Regions from separate parts of the Ovis aries genome. Here region 1 is linked to region 2. The links are chromatin contacts, called in public Hi-C maps. All regions are on one chromosome and are shown on one strand. Each heading gives the region's core, a stretch centred on a gene start, on an enhancer-like site or on the middle of the called end of the contact. The rest is flanking DNA. Distances are from core to core; before and after follow the strand shown.

Region 1 (2,700 bases), core at 182-2,681, 99 kb before region 2:
CAGGGGCAAGTGGGGTAAGTTGCAGAGACCTTTAAGAAGGAGAACTCATCACCAGTTGGGGGAGAGGAAGAGGAGTCCTCAAGGACCTCCAACGTCATGAGACTGAAAAAACATGAATGGAGCAGCATCAGGAGCTCCTAGGGAGATGTGACTTTGGAAGAGGACACTTTCAGTCTGGACATGTGCCTGGATGGATGTTTCAGTGCATTTCCAGAGCTCAGGAGAGAGACTGGGAGGGGTGAGAGCTCATGCCCCGAGGTGGGCACATGGGACCAAAGTGAGCAAGGGTTCACAAGTTGTCTCTCACAGTGTCCACCCGCATCACAAGCTCGGCTGCCTCACTGCGCATGTCCTATCTGACCACATCGCCTGGCTGGCCTTTTTGACCTGTCAGCCCACCTGTGGGAAAGACAGCACCCAGCCTGGCTTGCTCTCCAACGCACTAGCCCTGAAATCAGAGCCGGACCCAAGGACTTAAGCACAGAAATTCTATATGAGCTGTGCTCTCAGAGAATATAAGTGAGCAGGAAGCGTGATGTGGAGGAAGAAAATGGAAGTCCAGGTAAAGTGCATTATGAGGGTCTCTTTTGTGGCAGCTGGTGCTCAATCCTACCAGGACCTCAGCATGCAGAATGCCTGTTAGAATTGTCCAAACACTGCCCCTGCCTCCGGGATCAAAATGGACAACACTTACTTATGTTTCCTGCTGCCTCGGGTGCCCTCCGGGGCACGACTACGCTCCCCCTTCTAGGCTGCTCTTACACGTGCGCCACGTGGGGACCAGCCACATCCACAACTCTGTGGGAGCCCAAGGCAGAGCATGAAGGATGTGGGCTCATGCTTGAGGTCAGAGCTGTCTGTGAAACATGATGGGAGCCCTCTCAGGACTTCCGATCAGTCACAGCTGGGATCTAGGTGAGGCCAAGAAGGTGTGGAAGGAGCCCAGAGCTGTCTGTTCATAACCCCCTTGCACTCTTCGCTTCCTCTCCTGCCCTTCACATTCAGTCCAACCAGAAATGAGTCTTCAAGATTTAGCATCCACAGTTAGTGGAACAAAGTACAGCCCCACTGCTTCCATTGACCCAGAGCCCCAACACCATTTATCACCTCCTACCTTTCCCATCCTTCACCTCCTACCTTCCCCGTCCATCACCTCCTACCTTTATCACCCTATCCAGAAGTCACTTGCTTTTGGCTACCACTTGCTTTGACCAGTCTCAGTTGACTGCCTGCTCAAACGACCCAGATCTCCCCCAGAAGGGTGTGAGGTGAGGCTCCCTTGCCTCCTGCAGGTCAGGATTGCTGCCATTATCTGTTACTTACATTGCTGGCCTGAAAGCACTGGAAGTTGTTTCAGCCCACACTGAGGCTCCAGAGATCCTTATCAGCAGCCCTGGCCCCTGATGACAGCGAGAGTCAATAATCCCTCCTGACCGCCCTGCTGGCTAGTGTTAGATGAACAAGCTGTACTCAGAGCTTCTGAACCAGTGAACTCGGAGTCCCTGGAGGAAGTTCCTTGCCTGGAAATCAAATGATCTTTCTGCTGTCAGCAGGAATGGATGGAACAATAAATGCCTGGAAGTGGCTCCAGCAGGGGGTGCCTGGTGGCCTTGCACGTCTCCACATGGGCTGTGTGGGCAAAGTGCTATCACAGTTAATGTGGACCTTAGCAGAACTCCTGTGATCCAACCAGAATATGAGAGCACAGGAGCTTTGTGAGGAGCTATTACCAGGCTCTTCCCCGCTCATGGGGCAGTTTCTCATCGCCTCCTGTGTTCTGAGGAGGTATGAGGCTCCCTTCTCCCTGTCCACACTCTGTCCCCAACCACCTCCTTTAGGGTCCAGCTACAGTCAGTGTAACTGCCTGGATGCAGCACGAAACAGGTCTCTCGGCAACAGGGCCCCATGACTCATATGTTGTCACCTGCTCCCCACTGTTTTGGTATCATCCTGTGGGACAAGGGGCAAGGGGAGGTGGTATGCTTTGCTTTTTGTCTTTGTAAGGTATAAACTATCTGGATCTAAAGAAGTTGCATTGTTTCTTTACGAGCTAAATCTGTTCATTTTACCTTGACAATAATGCTCATGGAATGACGAGGCTCTCTTTCCATTTAAGCGGCCACCCTGATACCTATTATAACTGGGCATAAGCCATGGATTACCAACTCCTTGGTAGCTCAGCTGGTAAAGAATCCACCGGCAATGCAGGAGACCCCGGTTCGATTCCTGGGTCGGGAAGCTCCCTGGAGAAGGAATAGGCTACCCACTCCAGTATTCTTGGGCTTCCCTGGTGGCTCAGATGGTAAAGAATCCACCTGCAATGCGGGAGACCTGGGTTCGATCCCTGAGTTGGGAAGATCCCCTGGAAGAGGGCATGGCAACCCACTCCAGGATTCTTGCCTGGAGAATCTCCAGGGACAGAGGAGCCTGGTGGGCTGCAGTCCATGGAGTCGACTGAGTGACTAAGCACAGCACAGCACCAACTCTATAAAGGGCCAGAAGATATATTTCCAAATCTTCTAAGAAACCCCTCATCCTCCAGATACTTGCAACTTTCAAAGATGAGGTTTGTAGTTGCTTCTTACTATGCTAGACACCTTTCAAATAGAAAATGATGTACTCAGGGCTTTAACTCAGCTCAAGCAGACACAGAGAAGGAGAAATATTCTCCCATAGACTTAAAAGAAATACTTGTTTATA
Region 2 (2,700 bases), core at 77-2,576:
TAAGAGTTTCATAATTCCTGTATTGACTTCATTATCTTCTCTCTAATAACTCCTTATGTCCAAAGTCATTATGGGTTATGGCTGAATTAAGAGATGATAGATAAATGTGAAAATACAGATGTAGATATATACACATGTATACACGGACGGGGGAAAGTCCCGTATTCAATGGAATAAAATACTATCATAGTAAAAGACAAGACTCCTCCAGAAACAACTAAAAGAACCAAGTCCTATATTTCCAAGCAGGCCCAAAGAGATGGAGGTGTGGAGGAGGAAACCACCCAGCTTCACTTAAACGCAGGTGAGCTAGGATACAGACTCTACAAGAAGGGTGAGGTGGAGAAACAAGGATCATTTTAAAACTTGCAATGGAAAGAGTAAAATGGGGAATCCTCACAGCTCAAAAAATGAGCATGCTGCTGCTTCTGATGATACAGGACAAAGTGGGAAAGCACAGCTGCTTTTACAGCTAGGATCTACAAAAGCGGCTTAGCACCCAAGAAATGCCTTTCACCCTAATCCATAAGAGAAACAAACTCTATAAAGAAATACACCTTCCTCCTCCTGACTGAGGCCAATAGGTTGTTGTTGTTCAGTGGCTAAATCCTGTCCAACTCTTTGTGACTCCATTGACTGCAGCACACCAGGCTTCCCTGTCCTTCACCATCTCCCAGAGTTTGCTCAGATTCATGTCCATTGAGTCAGTGATGCTATCTAACTAGCTCATCCTCTGGAGCCAACATATTAATTTCAAAACTAACAAACTGTCCCCATAATTAGTGGAAACCCTTTGCTTTGGGGTCTATAAACCAATAAGGTATCTAAATCCCATGGAATTTGACTGTGGAATTAATACCAATATCTTTGGCAGAATACTCTTAAGCAAAGCATATTGGCCATTTCAATAACCGTTTCCCACAGATGAACAATCACAGCTCACGTTCCCCTGGAGAGGTTATGGGTCACCCAGAGTTCCACTGCCCAGGAAGAAAAACAAGAAACAGCTGTCACTTCCAGAAACACGTCTAACTTGTCACAGATTTCACATAGAGCATGCACATGCTTGGCTCAGGCCCAAGAGAAGGGTAGGCTCGATTAAGCCAGGGTATATGCAGAGGGAACTGGGACCAGAGCAGCGACCCCGTGGGTCACTTCCAAACCCGCGAATTTCATGGATTCCAAACTGAGCTGTCTCGTGTTCTTCTGAGTAGTTTCTTATTAAATTAAATCACTGTGCAGATGAAACCCTATGCTGTGCTGCATCACAGATCACAAATAAACTCAAGTCCCAAGATGAGGCACTGGGGAAATGACTAAGGGACTCATGAGTTCCTGGCTACAGTTCCCCAAAGCCGCCCTTGGTCAGCTTTTTCTAAGAACCTCGGGACAGGCAAGGTAAGTCACCATTTGGAACTTGGAATATGGAAGTTAAGACCAGGATGGACCACACAGAGCCACTTTGGAACATTCTCCATACAAGTCACTCCTGGTCTGAGAATTAGAACCCCAGCAGATTAAACTGTTCGGAAGAATTCTCTTTTTTAAAAAAATAGTATGATTTACTGGACTTTCTCCTTTTAAGTATGAATGGGCCGTGGAGTTCTGCTTTTAGCTCCGCTTTTGTTTTCAATGTTTGGCCTCACCACACAGCACGTGGGATCTTAGCTTCCCAACCAGGAATCCAACTCATGCCCCCTGCCGTGGAAAGACGGAGTCTTAACCACTGAACCCACCAGCATAGCCCCAAGAATGCTTTCTTAGCGCTGCAATGCACCTAAGGTTTTCAACGGCTCACCTGCTTTACTCCCAGCCAACCGGTCTGTGCTCACCACTAGGTTGACGGTTGCACTAGAAGCTGACCGCTCTGCTTGCGGAGGTGGAAGCTGAATTTTCTCTGAAAAAGAAAAAGATTCACCCCTAGTAAGTAATTTGGAAAAGTAAGAGACTGAGGCAGGCTTGCTTTTCTGGATCATGTCTTATGTAAGCATGGGCCACTGAGACACAGAGCCCCAAGAAGTCTCTACACACATGACTCCTATCCGGTGTCTGCACGTCTGATTCATCTCATCAAGCAAACAGAGAGCCTCTGAACTTGGGACAGGTCCTCACAGTTTCCACGTAACTTCTGCTGTTTCCATCCTAGGAAACAGAGCCCTGGGGCTGAATGGTCTTTGGACTCATATCTTTCTGCGTTGCATGGTAACAGATGGGAACTGCCCATCCTCATTCATAGTTCCTTGATGTGAATGACACTGGCCCAGGGGAAAAGAGTGGGAGCCTCCCCCTCCACGTCCCAGGTGCGGCAGGGGTGGAGAAGAGCCGGGGCTAAGGGAGGGGTGTCCAGGAGAACTTGGGGGTGGGGCATTGTCCTGAACAGAGACCGGGAAAGCACGCAAGGGCAAACCCCGGGGCAGCACGGGCACCACGGGGCCCACACGGCAGAGGGCAGAGCAGGACACCCTGGGCCCAGGGGAGGGGCACGCCGGTGCCCTTTCTGCAGGGCTGTGGACGTCCCGCAGTGCTGGGACGGTGCAGCTCCAAGGGCTCTCTGGTTACTCCCTACGGAGCGCGACTGGGGTGTTTTCCGTTCACTGAACACGAAAACATGCCTCTGACGCTCAGGCACGGCGGGTGGCTGAGACCCAGCCAGGTTCCGCGGGCATATTTCCTCCTCCCTGGGAAGTGGCTACACTCGGG

What was found. Hi-C and Micro-C count contacts between places; a contact is called where the count stands out from the background.
Region 1: a Hi-C map of tail adipose tissue shows a contact between it and region 2, with 2.0 times the contacts expected there. The contact joins two enhancer-like sites. A contact is called at or near these places in 3 of 16 Hi-C or Micro-C datasets (skin fibroblasts and tail adipose tissue).

Annotation. Positions count from the first base shown.
Region 1 is chr1:3,956,977-3,959,676 of ARS-UI_Ramb_v3.0, reverse strand. No RefSeq gene overlaps it. Among named protein-coding and RNA genes, the nearest start is that of TRNAC-ACA, 87 kb to the left of the region's middle. Within about 2 kb of position 1,431, at least 6 of the 54 cell types and tissues checked have an H3K27ac peak or open chromatin away from gene starts, as enhancers often do. A contact at or near this core is called in tail adipose tissue, where this site is marked.
Region 2 is chr1:3,858,252-3,860,951 of ARS-UI_Ramb_v3.0, reverse strand. It overlaps COL6A3 (collagen type VI alpha 3 chain), which reads right to left. Exons shown (of 41, transcript XM_060414453.1): 39 at 1,799-1,897. Among named protein-coding and RNA genes, the nearest start is that of COL6A3, 82 kb to the right of the region's middle. Within about 2 kb of position 1,326, at least 3 of the 54 cell types and tissues checked have an H3K27ac peak or open chromatin away from gene starts, as enhancers often do. A contact at or near this core is called in tail adipose tissue, where this site is marked.